Regions from separate parts of the Nothobranchius furzeri genome. Here region 1 is linked to region 2. A link is a contact called in public Micro-C data. All regions are on one chromosome and are shown on one strand. Each heading gives the region's core, a stretch centred on a gene start, on an enhancer-like site or on the middle of the called end of the contact. The rest is flanking DNA. Distances are from core to core; before and after follow the strand shown. Region 1 holds the start of nrn1a (neuritin 1a). Region 2 holds the start of ppp1r3g (protein phosphatase 1 regulatory subunit 3G).

Region 1 (6,751 bases), core at 3,642-6,141, 180 kb after region 2:
TCGTCCAGGTCCTGGGGGTAGTTGGACATGTCGTCCCCCAGTCGAATCAGACAGTCTGAGAATCCTTTGAAGACGGAGTCACATTGACCAGCACCAACCAGAACTGTCTGCAGCACGGAGACTGGAGGGACACAAACACAGCTGTGAGAGGAGCTTCTGACACTCTGAGATGTTTCAACTGGACCATCCAGGTCTCATGGTCTTAGGTCTTAAACCAATCTAGTCACCCTTCCAGTCATACGTTTGGTTGCCTGAACTCATGAACAGTTCCCAGACCGTCGTGTTAGTGATTCAGTTCATGCTTTCACATCTAAACCTGTTCTGGGTCCAGAGCTGGAGCCACACATGACCCGTGTGGGCCGGACCGACATCCTGCAGCTCCGACAGGGTTCTCTGTCCCAACATCTGATCTGAACCAGCAGGCCCTAGAGCTGCAGGACCGGCAGAACAGCGCTGCTGTTGTGAGACGTTCTGCTTCCGGATCAGATCTGGCCACGGATTAACGAGAGAAACGTCTGAAACAGCGAATCCATGGAAGCAGGTGAGAGATCCCGAGAAAACCAGAATCTGCAGGATTAACGTTCCATCAAACATCTGATTTTCCCAGAAGCAGGAATTTTTATACAAACTCAGATCCTCAAAAGCAGGAAAGGAAAAGTGTGTGTGTGTGTGTGTGTGTGTGTGTGTGTGTGTGTGTGTGTGAGAGTGAGTGAGTGAGTGAGTGAGTGAGTGAGTGAGTGAGTGTGTGTGTGTGTGTGTGTGAGTCAGTGTGTGTGTGTGTGCGTGTGTGTGTGAGTGTGAGTCATTAGAAACTAGATGGATGGTAACTACTGTAGCCCAGGAGGGACATACCTGAGGACAGCTGACGGAACAGAACCAAACCTTTTCCTGAATTTGTCTCAAACTGAAATGTTCTGGTTAAATGAAGCGTGCGTGTGTGTCACCCCCTCACTCTCACAGAGGGGAACAAGCTCCTGTCACACACACACACACACACACACACACCCCTCCACATGACCTCTGCCAGCTAAGACTCGTGGTTCGTTGAGCAGCTGATTGGCCCAATTGATCGGTTTGGATAATAACGGTTCCGCTCCACCAGGTTGTGCACTGATGCAGCATGGTGTGTAGGACGAGACACGGCTGGACAGTGGGGGGTTCTTTGTTTAAGCTCCGCCCCCTCCACGTGAACACCTTGTTGATGTTTGTTCAGATGTTTAGCTGGTTAGTTAGTTTGGTTTGGTGATGAGTTCAACCTGCAGGACTCGTTGAGGTGACCCGTTTGGTTCTGCAGATTTATTTGTTGTGTCTTTAAAATGTTTTTATTTACATTTTACTGAGTAGAGGTAACTGTTACGGGATCTTTAACCGCACATCAGGTCATTAATCCAGCCTGAGCTGGCCCAGTCCAAAACGACCCGTTACCAGAATAACCCAGTGGGTTGTTTTTAACCCAGCGCCTCTCAGAGTGTATTCTAGCCCTCATCACTTCAGAACATTTTCATTCATGTATTCATTTTCCTGATGACTCCGTCCTCAGCACGGCCTTGGGGAGCAGGTGTGTTAACGCCATCAGTCACCAGGTGAGAGACGGGACACACCTGGACAAGTCTCCAGTCCATCACAGGGACACACACTAACAACTCGCTAACCTGCAGGTATGTTTTAGGTCTGGAGGAAACCTGCATAAGAACAATGAAAGGCCAAGGCTGGGATTTGAACCGGCGACCTTGCTTCCCTTTACCCACCTGGCTGGAAACCCCTCCTACAGTTAGGCCAGTGGAACAGGAAGCAGCAGGTGAGAACACCTGGGAACATGAATGTTTCTTTTGAACCAGGACGTTGTCCTTTGGCGTAAGGGGGGCGGGGCTTCAAGTTAGTACCAAAGCCAGCCTCTAGGGGCGCTGGTCCTGACCGGCGTGCGTGACCTCCAGAGTCACGCGGAGGATTGAGTCTTTTGTTTCTGATGAAACATTTTATTATTTTAACGTTTTATGGAACAAATCAAGTAGATTTCTAGTCTGTTTATTATTTCTGCTGAATTTTTGGTTTCCATCTTGTTTCTATTTGAATATCAACTCTGACTTGATGTATTTAACTCTGTTAAACCGCGCAAAGGTCAAAGGTTAGATCAGTTCTCCAGATTCTGTACACCTTCTGCTCCAGACCCTACCCAGAAGATCCGGAACCCGTTCGTTCTGAGTTTTTAAGGAGCCTTTATTTTGTTCAACTGGCGTTAGCCCGCAGCTGGATTCTACGTCATCAGATTCACAATAAATGTGTGAACTTAAATAATTAAAAACCTCCGTTTGGTTCCGGCAGCATCAGGATAATAATTATGATTTATTGGTTTATTTCCTCTCAAATTGAAACTAATATTTGATCATAAATGTTCCGTAATGAACGGTTTGAGTCCTTTTGTTCCGCCGGTGTCGGAAGCATTACATCATCTCTGTGAGAAGCTGCACGCGCGCGTTGCCGCATCACTGTGCATCAATCAGCGCCAAAAACGCAAAACCCGCAGCAGAAACAAGCAAATTAACCTCATGAATGCATTAGAATTATTTTGGTTTTATTGAAATGAACCAGTTTCTGCAGCTTTTCATTCATTATTAATAAGCATCTATTTTTAGTCCAAACGAAAAAATTCACTTTTAGATTTTTGGTTGATTTTCTGCGCTTTGATGCGTCATCAGGAGATTTTTATGCAGGTTTCATGTTTGCACCAAATTTAAAAATAACGTTTTATCGTTTAAAAGTAAAAATCTTTTCATTTTATTTTTGATTCGTTCATCTTTGTTAAAAAAAACTCCAGTTTTCTGCTTTTTATTATAATCTGTTTTTATTTTTCAGGAGTCAAACCAGGACTGGCGCGCGCACAAGTTTTTTCTCTTTTATTTTCGTTCACGCCTCCTATCAAGCACTCATTCACCCCACCTACACACACACACACACACACACACACACACACACACACACACACACACACACACACACACACACACACACACACTGTTACCTGCAGTGTGTGAACGCAGAAGCAGCGTGCTTCACGCAGACACACCCACCAAACACATGAGGCCATTTTTATCTTTTGTGCGTACAATTTTAGAAAAACCGCAAAAAGCCACAAAAATGACGCATAAAAAATCCGCAGTTCTGCTGAAAATCAAACCATGACGTAATCGCCGCGCGTGAGCTGAAGCAAATGTTTAACGTCTCTGATCTGGGCTCAGACATAAAACCTCAAAAGATTTAACCTGATTCTGTCTCAAGGTGTGACTCTGCTGCAGCGGCGCGCCAAACCTTAGACCAATCACTGCAGGGATTCAGTTGGCACACGCGCGCGCGTGCACGGGACAGGATTCCGCTCCAAAAACCCAAAATAACCCGAGAACTCTGGAAATCCAGAACGATTAATATTCTATTCGATTAGTCCGCAAATAATTCAGCTGCTCGTTTTATTATTAAAATTAAACAAGTTAGAATTTTCTTCCTGAAACATGAAACCTCCGGAACAAAAGACCCGAGAAGGATTGTGTGTCCTGAATAATTCAGCATTCCTCTGCCACACACACACACACACACACACACACACGCACGCACACACACACGCACACACACACACAGCCCTCCTCCACAGCTCCGTTATGCAACGCAGCAGCAGAAAAAAACAACAATCAGCTCCATTTTTCGGAGCTCATCTGCAGCAACTAGACGCATCCCGGGCACAGGGAGCGGGGTATTTCCTGCAAACGAACCGAACCAGGAGGCCCGGAAGCAGGCGTTCACACCTCCGATAATAGAGACGAAAGAAAATGAGTGTTTTTTGCACGTGATCCGCCAGCGCGCGCAGACTGTAATAAATACATTTTATTTGTTTATTTGTTTATCTAATTAGTGCAGAAAAGATTTAAATGTGTAAATAAAAACATGTTTTTTCCGGACGCTGCGGGGCGTGACGCTCTGCGGCGGGATGGAGCCTCTGAACACCGACTAATAACCGGTTCTCGGACCCGTTTAGTTCCTGATGGGTTTTTATTTATAGTTTCGTTGTCGGTATCTCCTGCGGGCCTCAGCCGAACCGGACCCGGTCCACGGAGCCGATCCGAAGTGTGTCTGAACGACTTTCATCAAAAGCGTCCTGCAGGTGGAGGAGATGCAGCAAATGTCCTCAGCGCGGGACAACCGGGGGCGGGGAGGGGGGCATTCCCCCGTTAACGCACGCACGCGCGCGCTCTGAATGTGAAGTGAAGCCCCGTCCGCAGCTCACGCGTGTCCGCGGCTTCAAAAACCCAAAACAGCATAAAGTAATTTTAGGATAAATGAGTTGTGCAGAAGTCACAGGAAGGCGTTTCACGGTGAGAGACGCTCAGATTATAATCGGATTCTAATCCAGCAGACTAAAAAACGAATCTGAAGTTCGTCCTGAAACTGACAGGAAGCATCCTCACCTAGGTGGAGCGCGAGGAGGAGAGCGAGGCATCTGGAGGACCAGGTTACTCCCATCCTCCGAGTCCGCTCTCACCATCAGACACCAGAGTCACTAAGTTGGAGCCGCGGAGGAGGAGCTGCACATTCCCCGCAAAAAGCCGCCAACAGCTTCATCCGGTCCGGCGGAGACCTCCGCCTGCTGCTCCTCTTCCTCCTCCTCGTCTTTAAGTGTTGACCGGAGCGTCTGCTCTCCCTCTCTGCTGCTGCGCTGCGCGCTCACTCCGTTTTACGCGTCCCGACCCAAAGCAAAGAGTGAGAGAAAGCTCCTCCTCCTCCATCCCTCCATCCCTCCATCTCTCCATCACTGTCATCCTGGTCGGATCTCATCTGTTCACAAAGCTTTTCAGGCAAAAATAGAAAATGAGTCAAATTCTGATTCATGTTCTGATTTAATTAAATGTTTATTTTTATGGTCAGAAATAAAATCATTCTGAAGGTTTTCGGCTCTAAAATGTTACAAAGTTAAATACAGGAGAAGGTAAAGTCATTTAATTCCTGCTAAATTAGGACAAAAGAAATAAAAAAAATTGTTTTATCATTTGGTTGGAATGGTCCCAGGCTGCTCTCTGATTGGTTAGTTTATTCCTCTGCAGCACTTCCTGTTTTCTAAGTGACATCATGTTGTTCAGGTTTAAAACACAAAGGTGTCAAAGTGGAAACTTTATCCCGGAATTCAGATTTAGCTGGTTTCACTCATTCATGCAAACGACATCAGGAAAAGTAAAAATATTTGATTTTTTTGTGTCTGAATCAATAAAATCCGCCTCTGGCTGCAGATGGGTGGGTTGTCGGTTAGAATACGGCTCCATGCTGATCAGTCATTCTGTCCTTGGGCAATGCACACGCACACGTGCACACACACACACACACATACACGCACACACACACACACACACACAAACACACACACACACACGTCTCCTTGTGTGGACCCTCCATTGACTTATATTCATTTTTGGGACTCCATTAGCCTAACCAGAACCAGAACCAGAACCAACCCGAACTGAACTGAACTTAATTCACACCGAAGCTCTAAAACTACATTTAAAAAAGAAAGGACCAGAAAAATGTCCTCACTCTATTGGTTAAAGCCTCATAATGGTCCTCAGCATTTAGTAAGTACAAGAACACACACACACACACACACACACACACACACACACACACACACACACGGTTTTGTTTGACCTTGTTTCCTGACTTCGTTAAACACGTTCTGACCAATCAGGAGCCAGCTCGGAGCTGGACACGCGCACCTCCTGGCCCACATGGTCTCGTGGTCGTTGCTGCCCCCTGCTGGTGATGACGAGGAGCTGCTGTTGGCTCTGAATCAGACAGAGAGGCTGGAGAAGAATAAAAGTAACCTCCACTGGGATCCGTTTGTTATAACTACGGTATGGCGGGCTGGTGTGTAAGTCCGTCACAGGTAAACCTCACCTGTGACGGACTAAATGAGAAAAAAAATCCAGGAACTCACACTGTCTGATTTTTAAACAAGTGTTTGGTCTTCCGATGTTTCTGCTCTCACACACCTGTCTTCTGTAAGAGGCTGCTCTCCCCGCCACTCGTTACCTGTGCTAATGACACCTGTTGAACTGGTTACCAGTGTAGAAGGCACCTGCCACAACCTCAGACAGTCACACTCCACTAACCCAAGACCAAGGAGATGTCAGGACCCCAGAAACGAAGCTGTGGACCTGGACCAGGCTGGGAAGACTGAACCTGCAACAGGTGCCTAGCAGCTTGAAGAAATCACCTGTAGGAGACATCCAAGACCGCTGATCTTCCACACAGGAGCTCACCCTGCGGGTCAGAATGATCACAAGAACTGTGAGCAGAACTCCCAGAACGACATCTGGTGAGTGAGCTGCAGAGAGCTGGCACCAACACACACCTCCACCTGGGATGTGTCCCCCTGCTTAAGCCAGGACACCTGCAGGCCCGTCTGAAGATGCTGGAGAGCTTCTGGATGATCCAGAAGAGGAGTGTTGGTCATGTTTTTAAGTCAAGACTCAAGACCCATCTTTTTAGGTTAGCTTTTATCTAAATATTTTCTACAGTTTTATTTCTCGTTTTGATTATATTTTATTGCTTGCTTTGCATGTTCTATATAATTAAATTTTTGCAGTTTTATTATTAAATTATTATTTTACTGTTTATATCATTTTATTTATTATTTTCTAATTTTTGTCATTTATATTAGCTCTTTTATTACATTTTTACTCATTTTAATCCAGTGTTTCCTCTGTGGGGGCCC
Region 2 (7,116 bases), core at 1,592-4,091:
TCACGCCGGTCGATGCTGCAGATCTCAGATCAGATGTGACCAGAACCCAAACCCGTCACGAACAGCAGCTGATTGGTCCGACTCATTACAGCTTTGATTGTTTCAATCAGTTGAAAACAGGAAAATCTTTTAGTTCACAAATAAAACGTGAAGTGAAGCAAAGAAGAAACACTAAAACCTTTACAGGCTGTTAGAAATTCTCCATGAAAGTCAGAAAAGGTTCTGTACTCAGCAGGAACCCGGATCAGCTGAGCCCGATAAAACCCAACTGTAGTGAAACCTCCCGAGTCTGAGCCATGGTCCGGATGTCTGAGCGCTGCAGCAGGAACTAAAAGTGAGCTTCTGGGATGTCCTGATGCGTGCAGAACCCCAGACCAGATTCTGATGGTGACCAGAACCTAAACAGCTGCTTTCAATGCAATAAAGGTGATTCCTACCAGAGTTTGGTGCTGCTTCTTTGCTTTGCTGTGGTCATGTGACCTGCACATCTTTGCATTTTTTCTTCATCAGAAATATTGAAACAAGGAACATTTTAGATTGGATCTGTAACGGATGCAGGTGGAGAAGGAAACCACCCTGATCCAGCACCCTGCGGAGTCCCCGGGAATCCTCTCAGATAGGATTACCAGAGATCAGCTGGGATCCAGTTGGGATTAAGAATCATTCAGTGAGACGAAACGTGACATTGTGTTTAAAATGTCTGAAACTTGTTTGTATCATGAGTAAATGGAAATAAAACGTAGACATTTCCGTTAAACATCAAAACTGTTTTCAACTGCATTCCCTCAGATGAACCCACAATAACAAAACACCAGTTAGAGAAAAGCTAAATGCTTTTAAAACAAATCTAATCTAGAATCTGGACTGCTATTGGCTGAAGCTAAATAACTGGGCTCTACAGAATAGCTTGCCAGGCTATAAAAAAAACTTGTAGATCAAATATTTGAGTCAAAACATGAATTTATTGTCATTTCCTGCCACATGCAGCACACTTACACTTTAATGTTTAGTCGCATCCCTATAATAAACGTGTTTTATCATCTTTTAGAGCGTTTTGAGCAGAAAACAAAATATAAATATAAAACATGAATAATAAAGATTTTCCGCCATCTAGTGGCCAAAACCGAAAACTACAACACTTTTAAAGGGTTAGGTCCTTGTTTTCATCGTGCTGACAGATCAAACCTCGGCGTCTGAATCTTCTGAGCCTTTCACGTGTCTGATGGTTGGAACATTTGTGTCATGTATGGCTGTAGGGGTCAAGGTGCAGGTGAGACCTCCAGAGGGCAAGCAGGTAAACTCAACCATATTTAATAAAGTAAAGATTCAAAAGCGTGAAATCAGACAGAAACAGGACGAGGGATCAGGATGGTCACGATGACGGGAAGATCCAACAAGGACGAATGAAACCTGCTGGCTTAAATCATGGAGGAGGTGAGTTCATGGGACACAGGTGGGTGAGTGAGGAGCGGAGGGAAGGTGGAGAGTAACTCTGAACACATACAAGGAAAATCATCCTAAACACAGGAAAACCACACACACACACACACACACACACACACACACACACACACACACACACACACACACACACACACACACACACACACACGCACACACACACAGTATCTCTCTGTTGTTAGTTTTAACACCTATAAAGGGATGTTTCCTATAATTAACTTGGAGAATACAGGATAACGGACCTACAGCTGGGACTGCATCAGGAGTAACTGGGATGTTTTCTTCAGAAATGAATCAGTTATAATGTCTCCTTCCTGGTTAAACAACTGCTTTAACAATAATACACCCTCCTCCACCAAAAGATTATATGTAGATATTTATTCATTTAATTTTAAAACATAGTAACTTTACACAATAATAAAAAAGAACGAATAAAACTTACTTTAGGAGCAGATAGAAGAAATCTGCCCCATTCACACCATTAGCAAAGCGTAGATATTCTCACTAACAAAGATGAAGACCGCTGCCACTAATCAACAATCCTTGAATGCAGTTTCAGAACATTAGTTATTGATCATTGCTGATGATCAATACAGAAAAAACTAAATTAAAATAAAAAATACACCCAAGATTATTCATATCATCTCTTAACATTAAGTTTTTTTACATTCTGTTTAAACATAACTGGTCTGACTTACTTCAGCTACATTCTGGTTATTCCAAACAAAACCGCGATGAAGGGAAAGGATATGTCGCTTATGGTAGTTAGCACACACACCGGTGCTTTTCTGTTCTCTGATGTTTATCACTCACTTCCGGTTGTGTTAGTATAAGTAAACTTTTTCTGACTTTTATAATAAAAAATAAAACCATAAACATTTAAATAAACTAAGACAAACTGAGGTTATCTTTGTTTTATTATGATTTGGACTTCAGCTCTGCTGGAATAAAGGTGGATGATGATGATGGTGAAATCCTGTTATCAGCTGAAACGTGACGTCACGAGGCTGGCACTGGTGACGCTGTGTTTGTTACTTTGCCTGTTTTGACGCACGTCACGTGCCGGACGTGTTACGTAACAACAAAACCTGAGGGGGGAAGTTTTATCAACTCAAGAGTTGTGTGTTGATTTAAAACGTTTCTGTTTAAATGAGAAACACAAACTAAACCAATCAGAGGTTACTGACGTCACTGACCTGAAAACGGACTAAAATCTAATTTTTCTGCCTCATTTTAACTTTCTGTGTTTATGGGCTACCGTTGGGTGACGTCATCAACGTGTGTGTGTGTGTGTGTGTGTGTGTGTGTGTGTGTGGTCCAGGCACACAGAAGGGGGGAGTGGGGGGGGGGGGGGGGGGGGGGGGGGGGCTGGGGTCCCTATAGAAGTCCACGTCCCTCTGGACTCTGCGCACTCATGTCCCGTTCACCTCCACTGATCCGCGGTCCGGTTCGGTCCGTGCAGAACGGTCTGGACAGTGAGGAGGAGGGGGAGGGGGACCTGGACGACGAGCTGGACGCGTCCCACCTGGAGCGGTTCATGAGGGACCGGAGGAGAGCCCGGTCCCTGCCGGCCTACCCGGCCGCGCTCCTGGACCCGGACTCGGGCAGGAAGCGGGTAAAGTTCGCGGACTCCATGGGTCTGACCCTGACCAGCGTGAAACACTTCAGCTCCCAAGAGGAGCCGCAGATCCCCACCAAGGTCCTGTCCCGGTACAAGAGCTTTCCCCCGCAGCAGGACGTCCTGGGGGACCTGTGTCAGAACTTCAGGTCCAGTCTGGACATGGACCGGCTGGTGGCCTGCTTCCCGGAGCTCCGGGACGCGGACCGCAGGGTCCAGGAGCTGCGGGTCTGCCTGGAGCAGGTCTCCATTACGCAGTTCGAGGTTCGGGGGCAGATCCGGGTCCGGAGAGGCTGCAAGGTCCGGGAGGTCGGGATCCGGTACACCTTTAACGACTGGCTTTCGCACGTGGACGCGCAAGCCCTGCCGGTGTCGCCGGTGGAAGAGCCGGGATCCGAGGCTCGGTTCTCCTTCACCGTGTACACCCCACCGTTCATGGACCCGAGTTCGGCCGTCCACTTCGCCGTTTTCCTGCGGAGCGACCAGGGCGAGTTCTGGGACAACAACCTGGGTCAGAACTACACGCTCCGGTACCGGAGCATGCCGGACCACGGCTTCGTCAGCTCCGTTCTCCACGCCACCTGAACCCGAAGGACCGGTCCACCAGAGACACCGAACCCGTCAGTGGCTGTAAACTGACCAGAACAAACATCTGGGTCAGCTTCTGATCCGAACCCCTACAGCAGGATGTTCTGCTGGATCAGTTAATCCACAAATGTAGAAAAATAATCAAATCCTAAAGGTTTTTATCACTTTTTAATGATTAAAGTCTCTACAGCGAGTCAGGGGGGACAAAAAGTTTCTTTAGAATCCAACATGGCCGCCTCGCGCTATTAGCTCCCAGCCAGTAATTAAATGGACGATGAACCTCACATGAGCGAAAGTGGAATCAAACCTGTAGCTCAATAAATGTTTAAGGGATTTTCAGTCGTGTTTTTCTGCTTCTGTGTGAAAGTTACAAATAAATCAGTTCTAGATAATTTCTTAGAGCCAACGAGACAACAGCTAATCCTAGCTAGCCGCTATTTAAGCTAATGGGTAGTCCAAGCTAACAGCTAATCCTAGATAGCAGCTATTTAAGTTAATGGGTAGTCCAAGATAACAGCTAATTCTAGCTAGCTAATGGATCGTCTGAATGAAGACCAAAGTGTTGCTGCTGTATTAAATCAGCTCTAACTTCCTAAAATCCACAGCTGTTTGAGTCTTTATTTTAAAAACTTTTACTGCGTTTCACTTCTTTCTCATAGTTTTATTTTGTTCCATGAGGCCCCGCCCACTCCATACCAGATATGTTGTAAGTGGAAGTCAAGGCATGGGTGGAGACTTATTTCAACCAGACTTCCGGTTGGCGAAAGGCGTTGCTCAGAGGACCGAGAGAGCGCCACTGAGGCAATCATTGGCAGCATCCCTTTCAACCCCCCACCCCCACCCCCGGAGTTTCTCAGTAAAAAAAAAAAAAGAGTTGTTAACAAGAGCGCCCACGAACAGCAGACTCACCGCTCAGGAGAAGAGCAGACAGAGACTGGCTGCAGGAAGGAGGACTTCCTGTTCACCTCCTTCATTAGAAAACATGGGAGGAGGATGTTTTTCTTAAGGAGGCGAGCGGCTCCGAGCACCTACGTGTCATACGTGTCAGGTGGAGGTGCGGCGAGACTCATCAGGAGTCCAGTGCAGTGCAGCCACGTAGCACGGTACTGAGGACACCCTGCTGCGCTACAGCCCTCAGCTGTGGCTGATTCTACGTCAGTGTGGAGCAGCTTGCACCTGAAGATGGAGACAGAACTACAGTTTGGGGCTGAAGTATTACATTTAAAATAAGTTGTACTGAACTGCCAAAATGAAGATTACACGCGTGTACAGCACTATCAGACACTCATCTATACAACAATAAGCTAGTTTAGGTGTTTCTGGCTCTTTAACCCCAACCCTTCCCTCTGCAGCAGCGTATGCAGCGAAGACCTGAAGCAACAAAGGAAGAACTAAGTAGAAAAAGTGATGTGACTTTCACAAACAAATCAAATCTTTTGAAAGGGATTTAAAAGTGAACAATGAAAGATCAACCAATCAAATTTTATTTGTAGAGCACCTTCCACAACATTATCAGAAGCCCAAGGTGCTGAACAGCATCATCATAAAAACATTCCCAGTACCTGGGCATAAAAGCAAGATAAAAACATAAAATCATAAAATATCAAGAAAACAATATTACAAATACAGAGATAACGAAAGAGGAGTCTCTGTAGAGAACTGTTCATCGTGTCTTCCAGTAACCCCCCACCCTGCTCTCACCGACTGCTTCGTTCAAAAGACTGACTCTTTTGAACGGCTCTTTCAGAGCCCCAAGTCCCATCAATAGTAAAAAAGTCTGAAACTAACAAAAGTCTGATAAATAACTCCAAATTAAACATGTCTATAAAAGTTTGTAAAATTCTTTCTGTCCAGAAAATCAATTTAAGAACATTTCTTTGCAACAATTTCATTAAGGGATCAAAATAAATAAAGACCTCATGATAAACTTCATCATGAGGTCTTTATTTATTTATTTTACATTCAGTAGCGGTGACTAAATTGCTGGGAAGTTCTGACGAGGGATCCAGCCAATAGCAGCCTTGGCGTGTATGTCACACGAATCGCTGGCAAATGAAGGAAGCCAACAGTCTTCTCACAGACTAGCCGTTAGCTCATCAATCTGGTGAAACTAGATCGAGTTGGTTGCAGTTTGCAGTTTGAGCCTCTAGGTGTCACCAGATACACACAACATAAACACGAAGAGATGATGGTTTTCAGGTTTTGGTCCAAATGGAACAACAAACAGGATGTTCTGGGGTCAGACTGGGGAAAAAAAGAGTTTTTATGGTAAAACCTCTCTTGCCTCTGCATAGCTGCTGTTTGCTTCCTGCTGAGAATATTTCCTTCAGCTGGGAATCAAATATTTGTTTTAAGGTTGCAGTTTTTGGGACGTGATGAAACTCAGAGCGCCTGCTCCAACTCCGACGCTGGACTGGTGAAAAGTTCTGGATCCACATCCATTCGACATGAAAACATCAAGTTAATTCTGCAGACCCTGCTGCATCGTGTCCACTCAGACATTCTAATTCGGACTGTAAGACAGTAAAACGTCGGTTTTATTTTCTCGTTTGTGCTGAATTTGACTCATTAAGGAGAAGTTTCTGCAGCTTCAACTCAGATTTCCATTGTCTCTGCTTTTCTCTGGAAGCTGCTTCACATTTTCTTTCAAAATGTCTTCAATTAATAAAATAAAGGTTTGAGTCAAAATAGAAGTCACCCACCGGCTCTCAGGCTCCTGCTTCTAAACAAACAAAGACTTTTGTTATGGTTCTGCTGCAGGAAACAGACCCAGAAGGTTCTGTTTACTCAGCTTCTGATCTAATATTTGAGAACATTTCTGGTTTCTACAAACTCGTATAAAGATTTAGAAAACTTGATGTTGCAACCGCCTCACCTCAGCAGTGCGCCCAGGGCAGCTGTTGCTGCATCGTAGCTCATCATCGCGTGTGTGTGAATGGGTGAATGACTAAAGCACCTTGGGGGGGTTGTAGAACCCTATGAAGGCGCCGTTCACCAGTTAGCTGCCATCTCTGCAGCAGCTTCTCTGAACAGTTTTCTAAAATGTCGGCCTACAGAACGTGTGATCAGCTACCTCAGTAGCTGGGGCTGCTTTGGCCTGGACTGCTGCAGCAAGGCGGCGTGGCATCTGCGGCGCTGCTCAGGTGTACGGGAGCTCATGTTGCTCTGATAGTGGCCTTCAGCTCTTCTGCATCTCCATAAAGTTGGCCAGCAGCAGGAAGTATGAAGTGCTGGTAGATGGCTGCGTTGACCTTGGACCAGCACATGTAGAAACTTCACACTGGAGCTCAAGCTACATGGATTCTGCACCCCTCCTCCCTTCCTCCAGACTCCGGGACCTTGATTGCCGAAGAAAATGCAAACTTTACTTTGATCGGAGAAGATAACTCAGGAGCACTCAGCAGCAGTCCACTCTTTGTGCCTCCTCCACATTTCTGAATGGGTTTTGT

What was found. A called contact is a pair of places that touch in the nucleus more often than the background predicts.
Region 1: a contact with region 2 is called in a Micro-C map of tail fin, with 3 times the contacts expected there. The contact joins the promoter of nrn1a here to the promoter of ppp1r3g in region 2. A contact is called at or near these places in 2 of 2 Hi-C or Micro-C datasets (skeletal muscle and tail fin).

Annotation. Positions count from the first base shown.
Region 1 is chr7:64,020,916-64,027,666 of NfurGRZ-RIMD1, forward strand. nrn1a (neuritin 1a) reads right to left here and starts at 4,892. Exons shown (of 3, transcript XM_015974710.3): 1 at 4,455-4,892; 2 at 1-121. The coding sequence starts at 4,509. It overlaps LOC139070688 (a long non-coding RNA gene), which reads left to right and starts at 105. Exons shown (of 2, transcript XR_011521169.1): 1 at 105-1,583; 2 at 1,670-4,657.
Region 2 is chr7:63,846,241-63,853,356 of NfurGRZ-RIMD1, forward strand. ppp1r3g (protein phosphatase 1 regulatory subunit 3G) reads left to right here and starts at 2,842. Exons shown (of 1, transcript XM_015955623.3): 1 at 2,842-4,267. The coding sequence starts at 2,876. The coding sequence ends at 3,664. cyb5a (cytochrome b5 type A (microsomal)) reads left to right here. Exons shown (of 5, transcript XM_015955622.3): 5 at 1-441.